Linked DNA regions of Gasterosteus aculeatus: region 2 is linked to region 1. The links are chromatin contacts, called in public Hi-C maps. All regions are on one chromosome and are shown on one strand. The core of a region is the stretch at or near the end of the contact, and the rest is flanking DNA. Distances in the headings are between cores, read along the strand shown.

Region 1 (3,229 bases), core at 199-2,698:
CTTCCATTCCCAACATCTGGTTCTGCTGCTATAAGGCTTATACGTCCTCAACTTTGCAGTTAACAACATCCATCCTTCATCGCTGCTGTGACAATGGAGTTGGAGCACTAGTCACACATCTGAGGTCTGTACTCCATGCGTCCATCTGGAAAAGACATTGGAATAAACAAGTTGTTGGATCTTGGTCTCCGTCTCTCTCAAAATGCCTCCCAGACCCGGAGGTGTCCTTGACAGGCCCTCTCCTGGTGAGCAAGCCTCCATGATGAATGGCCACCTTTCCACTCTTTATCGCTCCACTAAATCATGCGCCTACTATGCTTTTATGACCAATTTTCGCTGCTTTGTTTGACTCTTCTCCCATTTATGAATGAAACTCCAAAGGCTTCCTTTTCGTGTACTGTACAACATGCTAATCTTTGATGGTTTATAATGGCATAGATACTCGGGTGGGGATTTTACATCTAACTTTATTATTATCTTTAATTAGAAAATTCTCTCTTATAAAGAGCAGCTATTTCCATTCATTTACTAAGCTGCACACACCACACTACTGTCTTTAATTTCCATTGTAATTCTGGAAAAGGATAAATTATTTATGTGAGTGAGGGTCACATTTGGAGCTGGTCAGTGCGCAGAGATTCCCTGTCAGACAGTATGTCTGTAGATATGGGAAAGAGCCTCAGTAGATACTGAAGGTTGTTTTCTCTGGAGCTGTGATGGATTACTGGATTTTGCTTAGTTCATGAATGTCCTGTACATTTTGTGTACCTCTTCTATTTTTTAAACTGCATTCTGTGATAAATGCAAGATAGCAAACTGTTTGGACAGTGTTAAAAAAACAAAAACAAAACAAAGTTAAAATATGAGTTTGCTTGTAGGTGTATTTCAAAGTGCAGCGGTGTGCCGTTAGCTTTTATAAAATTTCATGTATTGAAAAAATTGTATAAAAGTCAATCACAACTCCACATAATGAAACTCGGGTCAAACAGGTTTCCTGGGTTTTCCGCATGCCCTGCATTTTAACCCAAATGCAGGTATGCTGTGAAATGTATTAAACTATGAAAGACAAAGAATCATAATCATGGCAACACATCTGTTATATATTTGATTTATTCCAAACGCATAACTGAATATTATATATGGAATATTTTAGGTTTATTAAAAATAAAAATATATATCGATGCTGAGACTTTTGGTTTTGAAGAGTACGCAAAAACAGTTAAGTCAAACCCACAAATATATTTCAAGTAGATTATACCTTTGAAAAGCAAAATACAAATACCTTGGTGATGCAGTTCTTTATTCCGCTTTGACTCTTGCACGGGGTTCAAAGTGAGGCAGGTTGGGCCAGATGTGTTGTACTCTCTCTCCCCCTAGTGGTCAGATGCATCCTGTATTGTCATTTGTCCTGAATGACGTTGTGTGTGACTCGTTTCCTCATGCGCAGGGAATCGATTAAAACAGATGGACGGAATTAACAGCAACACTTGTTGTAATCGACTTATATATAAGTATTATATTCAGTTAAAACAATCTCTGCAGAGAGCACCAATGAATTGTTTAAGAGTTTAAAAAATTTGTAGTGTATAGTCATGGTGTGTTGTTCATGACATTAGGGCACAAAATATATGTTTTATTTTGAAGGTGATGATATACACAAAAAGCCGACAATTGATATGCATGGTTCATGACTCTAATATATATTCTCAAAGAACACAGGGGCCCATTCTGAAGTCATCATGCCTTTTGAGGTTTTGATGATCCATCAATCACCTAAACAAAGCTTGAATGTGCGAGCCACTGCCACGGGAGGTCTGACCTGCGGCCTAGCGTGACATTCAAGGAAGGAGTGCTGCTCACCCAGGAAATCCTATTATACCAAAGTATGATGGATATCAGGGCTGGGAAAGCTCATATGTGGTCTGACATATAATTTGTAAAAAGAAGAAAAAAAAGAAATGTATGACCACGATCACCTTTAGTCCTGTTTCTCACTTTCTCAGCACTCTGTTCCAATATCTCATATTCCTTAGACCTAGGACACAATGTACTTCTCTATTGTCTTTCTATATGAAGTTATGATTTCCTCAAAGATATTGAATTGGCAATTTTGGTCTTCAGTCAGTTTTGTTTATCTGTCTCTGAACTTCTATAATAAATCATATAGTATAGCATTCATTTTTTTCATTATATTCTGATTCATCGTAATCTTATATTCTATCAAATTATAAATACAATTTAGTTGAGTTGAATTAGGCCATTTCATTGCCACTTTAAATTAAGATTTACCAACAAATCCATGGCAACTGCAAGGCAAATGTGTTTTAATCTCTTAATTCAATCTAACTGATCTTTGACCACAGAAAGCATTTTCCTTGTTAAATTGTAATCCCTTACTGCCTCAACTCCCCATAAATATCCAATTTACATACATTATAGACAGTATGAGCATCAGCTACTGCGCCATGAATGTGCATTTGACGGTCAGTGCTTTTAAGAAAGACAATCCTGCAGCAATCAAACACTAGCAGGTTGCAATTTAGAGCAACATGGAAGGAGACTGAATTCAAACAGAGTGCTCAATGAAAAATTAGCCAGAGGAGAGCAGTGGGCTTTAGCGTGCCGCTGACCTCTAATAGCTTTAATTAAATGGGGAGTTTCCGTTTCCTCTTGAGTAATAAGTAGCCGTGGCCTGTGGCACTGGCAGCCACATAGAGCAGTGATATCTCCACCTACAACCCCGCTTCCATTATCATCATCATCACCGCTGCTCCGGCCAGACCAACCAAACCGTGCCAAGCTGATTCCTAAGGCGCCGTAAATTCGAAACAGCACCTTCCTGCAAAGTTCTAGCCATGTGCAAGGTTGTTTCTGTTCGCAGAGGTGAAATGATGTTCATTATGTACCTTCACCTTGGTGAAAGGGGTCGTGGATGATCATCTCTGTCAAGGTGTCTTTCTGTTCTCAACAAAGCTGATGTTCTCTCAGCTGTGTGATCTGTGTCAGCTGCTCATTAGATTAGACTCAACAGCATTTACTTATTCATTAGCAGTCAAATAAAAAGGTGCCCGCATCTTAAAGGTTAGAGAGAATCCCAATAGCTTACAATGCTAATGTCTATCACTCGCCTCCTACGCAAACTTTCTCCACAGGCATTTTCACTATCTTATTTAGTTTCTAGTGTTTTTTAATTGACAGACTTGCCAATGTCAGCGGCCACCTCATCACT
Region 2 (2,853 bases), core at 351-2,850, 44 kb after region 1:
CACGCCTAGGAAGGGAGGCTGTCACCGACACACAGCTCCCATGGTAACGTGGACACCGCTCAACAGAATTAACACAAACATTAAGCATCCAATGACAAACATTTATGACAACGAATAGTGTGTTCAATTTTTGCCATTAAACTTATTTTAAAGTGTAGCCTAGAGATTAACACTAGCGCAGAATAAACACTCAAATTAACGCACTCAAATGAACACCACTAAAACAGTTTCCATTTGCTGGTTTAAAGTCTTACTATGTTGAACCAAAAGGGGAAAGAAAAAGGTGGGATTTGGGTAAACGGACACTAATGAGCTCCATACTTTCAGAGAACCACAAACATGTAAATACAGGCAATATAAATCAGGTTTATCTAAACAGACAAATCTCAAATACTGCAGTACCCTTTAACATCATGCTCCACAGGGACAAAAGAAGTCATTAGAAAAACAGCATGAAGAGGCACAGAAAAATAGGTCATGTCTTGTTCTTCAATGGTAACGTGACTGTAGTCACCTGTATAATCACTTCACCTGCTCCTCCACAGGAAGCAGAACCACCATCTTTCAGCCTCACCAAATGACCAGATGTTTTTTCACTTGAACTGAATGTTTAAGCTGCAGTCTTAGTGTGTGTCTGTGTTGTGTTATTGTAGTAAAGTAACATGATCTCACCATTTGAGTTTAACGTCTAAGTGGCCAAATTGTAATCACCTTCTAAGGTTTAGCAATTTATGACTGCAGTGAACCACATGTCAGTGTCAAAACTGCATAAAAATGTCCAACAATCACCTCAACGGGGCTTAAAATATCATTTGAGTTTCAGAATGACACTGAATAAAGACACAAAACGTGTGTGTCTAAAGGAAGAAGCCTCTCGAAGAAAACTGAATGTTCTGATCTAAAAACAGAGCATGCTATAGCATTCCCGTGTCCCAGAGACTTGTAATTAGTGTAATGAGATCAAATGGGTAACAAATGTGACCAATGAACCTGACAGCTATTGTGGATAAAGTAGCACCATCTAGTGTTCTGTCTGTGAACTGCTTTAACATGCGCAACACGCCAAATGCATTGCCCTGTGGTAAGGAGTGGTTGAGCCATTCATATTCAAATATAGACATAGTAAAATGCGCAGCAGAAGTTTGGTCACTTACCATCTAAATACCAAATGTTTAAAACATGAACCAAGAAGAAGGGATGGTATAATTGACTCAATATTGCCATCAAGTGGAGGGGGAGAGGCAAACATCAAACCGGTATGTTGGGTCTTTTTTATGTAATACAAAACATGTTCACATAATACCTGCAAGTTTAGGGGCCATTGGATCCTCTGAAACGTGGACAGGGCCGTCTTTGTACTCCCCAAATTTCTCAGGCTGCTCTGGTGTAGCGAGGGATGGAGGCACCACCTCCACAACCTGCTTTACCTCCACAAAGGCCTGAGGGCCCCCAGGCAGAGGCTTGGAGTTGTGGAAGAGGCTAGCCCAAGATTTGGGGGGGTTTGCAGCAGGTGCAGCTGGAATCACAGGCGAGGGGGCCTGCTCAGACGCCGCCGACTGGGCAGCAGAGTCTGGGGAGGCCCGCTGAGCCTGCTCCCCGCCCTCGCAGTCCCCCTGGTGTTCCTCTGCACCAACGGCGGCGTCTGGCTCTGCTAGCCGATTGGCCACCCCACTGTCCGCAAACTCGCTCTCCTCCAGTTCAGTAGTCGTGATGCAAGTGGCGACAGAGGGCGCGGCCACGGCAGCTGAAGGAGGAAGAGGGGATTTGGAGGGCGGGCTGTGTGGAGTATCTGAAAGTTCGGGGCTCTGGGGAGCCAAAAGATCTGGCTGCTGATCTGCAGTCCTCGGCCCCTCTGTCGTCTCTCTGCTTTGAGAGGAGGATGAAGAGCAGGAAGTTGCATTGTTGCCGTCCGATAAAGAGGCAGCTCCACTTGTGAAGTCCAAAGAAGAGTCATCAGGGCTATCACAAGTCCTCTGATTGGCAGTGGCTGTAGGGGCAAACTTGGCTGCCGCGACGGGAGCTGCCGGTGCGGCCGTGGAGACCGGTCCGGGTGTCGAGAGTTCTCCCCCCGGCGATGCCTTGCCGTCCACATCTTCAGCCCCGTGGTGGGGGCCGCCCATCGCATGTCCGTTCACCAGGGCCCCCATAGGCGTCCCGTCCGCCGCGCTGCTGCTGCTGTTGCCAGTAAATGGATCCAGGTAGTTGTAATAACCCGGCGGACGCTTTTTCTTTTTCTTCCTCTCTCGCTGCCCCAAGCTGCCAGGGAGTCCGTCCATATCCTGGCAGGACTGATTGTCCAGGGCCGAGGCCTCCATGTCAGGACCATCCAGTGAGTTGAAGTGGGCCCCATCGGGGACATCGTCCTCTTGGGGAGATGACGGTTGGGCCTTCTGTGCAGACTGGCAGCCCAGGATGAATTCTGGAGCTTGGGGGTTGAGGGTGCTCGACACCTTGAACAAAGGATCGTTCAGCCCAACAGGCTTGGAATCCATCACCTCGTCAACGCCAAACTCAATGCGCTGATAGTCTTCTGCGGCAGATAACATTGCAATCAGTTAGAAACAAAAAGGGGTTGCATTTCAAATACGGCCTCAATATGAAAATCATGTTGCATTTTACGCTCTGCTGAAGAGTTGGTTTTACACCCTCGAGCCACACGATCAGACATTCCAATAGAATTAAACAAATCCTGCTGGACCGGTCTTTAGCCCAAACAACTATTGTTGGGTCTATTCTCAACCACATTCCATCTGCGCTTACGGGGATCCCAGGAGTCGAGAAATGGGTGATTCAACAGGTGCACTGAGGCAGAGGGGGTAATATGATCTTGGGTATTGTCAGTTATCCTAATCC

The links. A called contact is a pair of places that touch in the nucleus more often than the background predicts.
Region 2: a contact with region 1 is called in a Hi-C map of whole body, with 4 times the contacts expected there. The contact joins two enhancer-like sites. A contact is called at or near these places in 3 of 6 Hi-C or Micro-C datasets (skeletal muscle and whole body).

What each region holds. Positions count from the first base shown.
Region 1 is chr12:12,562,048-12,565,276 of fGasAcu3.hap1.1, forward strand. No RefSeq gene overlaps it. Among protein-coding and RNA genes, the nearest start is that of crispld2, 29 kb to the right of the region's middle. Within about 2 kb of position 1,449, at least 1 of the 9 cell types and tissues checked has open chromatin away from gene starts, as enhancers often do.
Region 2 is chr12:12,606,306-12,609,158 of fGasAcu3.hap1.1, forward strand. usp10 (ubiquitin specific peptidase 10) reads right to left here. Exons shown (of 14, transcript XM_040196096.2): 4 at 1,304-2,530. Among protein-coding and RNA genes, the nearest start is that of marveld3, 4.7 kb to the right of the region's middle. Within about 2 kb of position 1,601, at least 3 of the 9 cell types and tissues checked have open chromatin away from gene starts, as enhancers often do.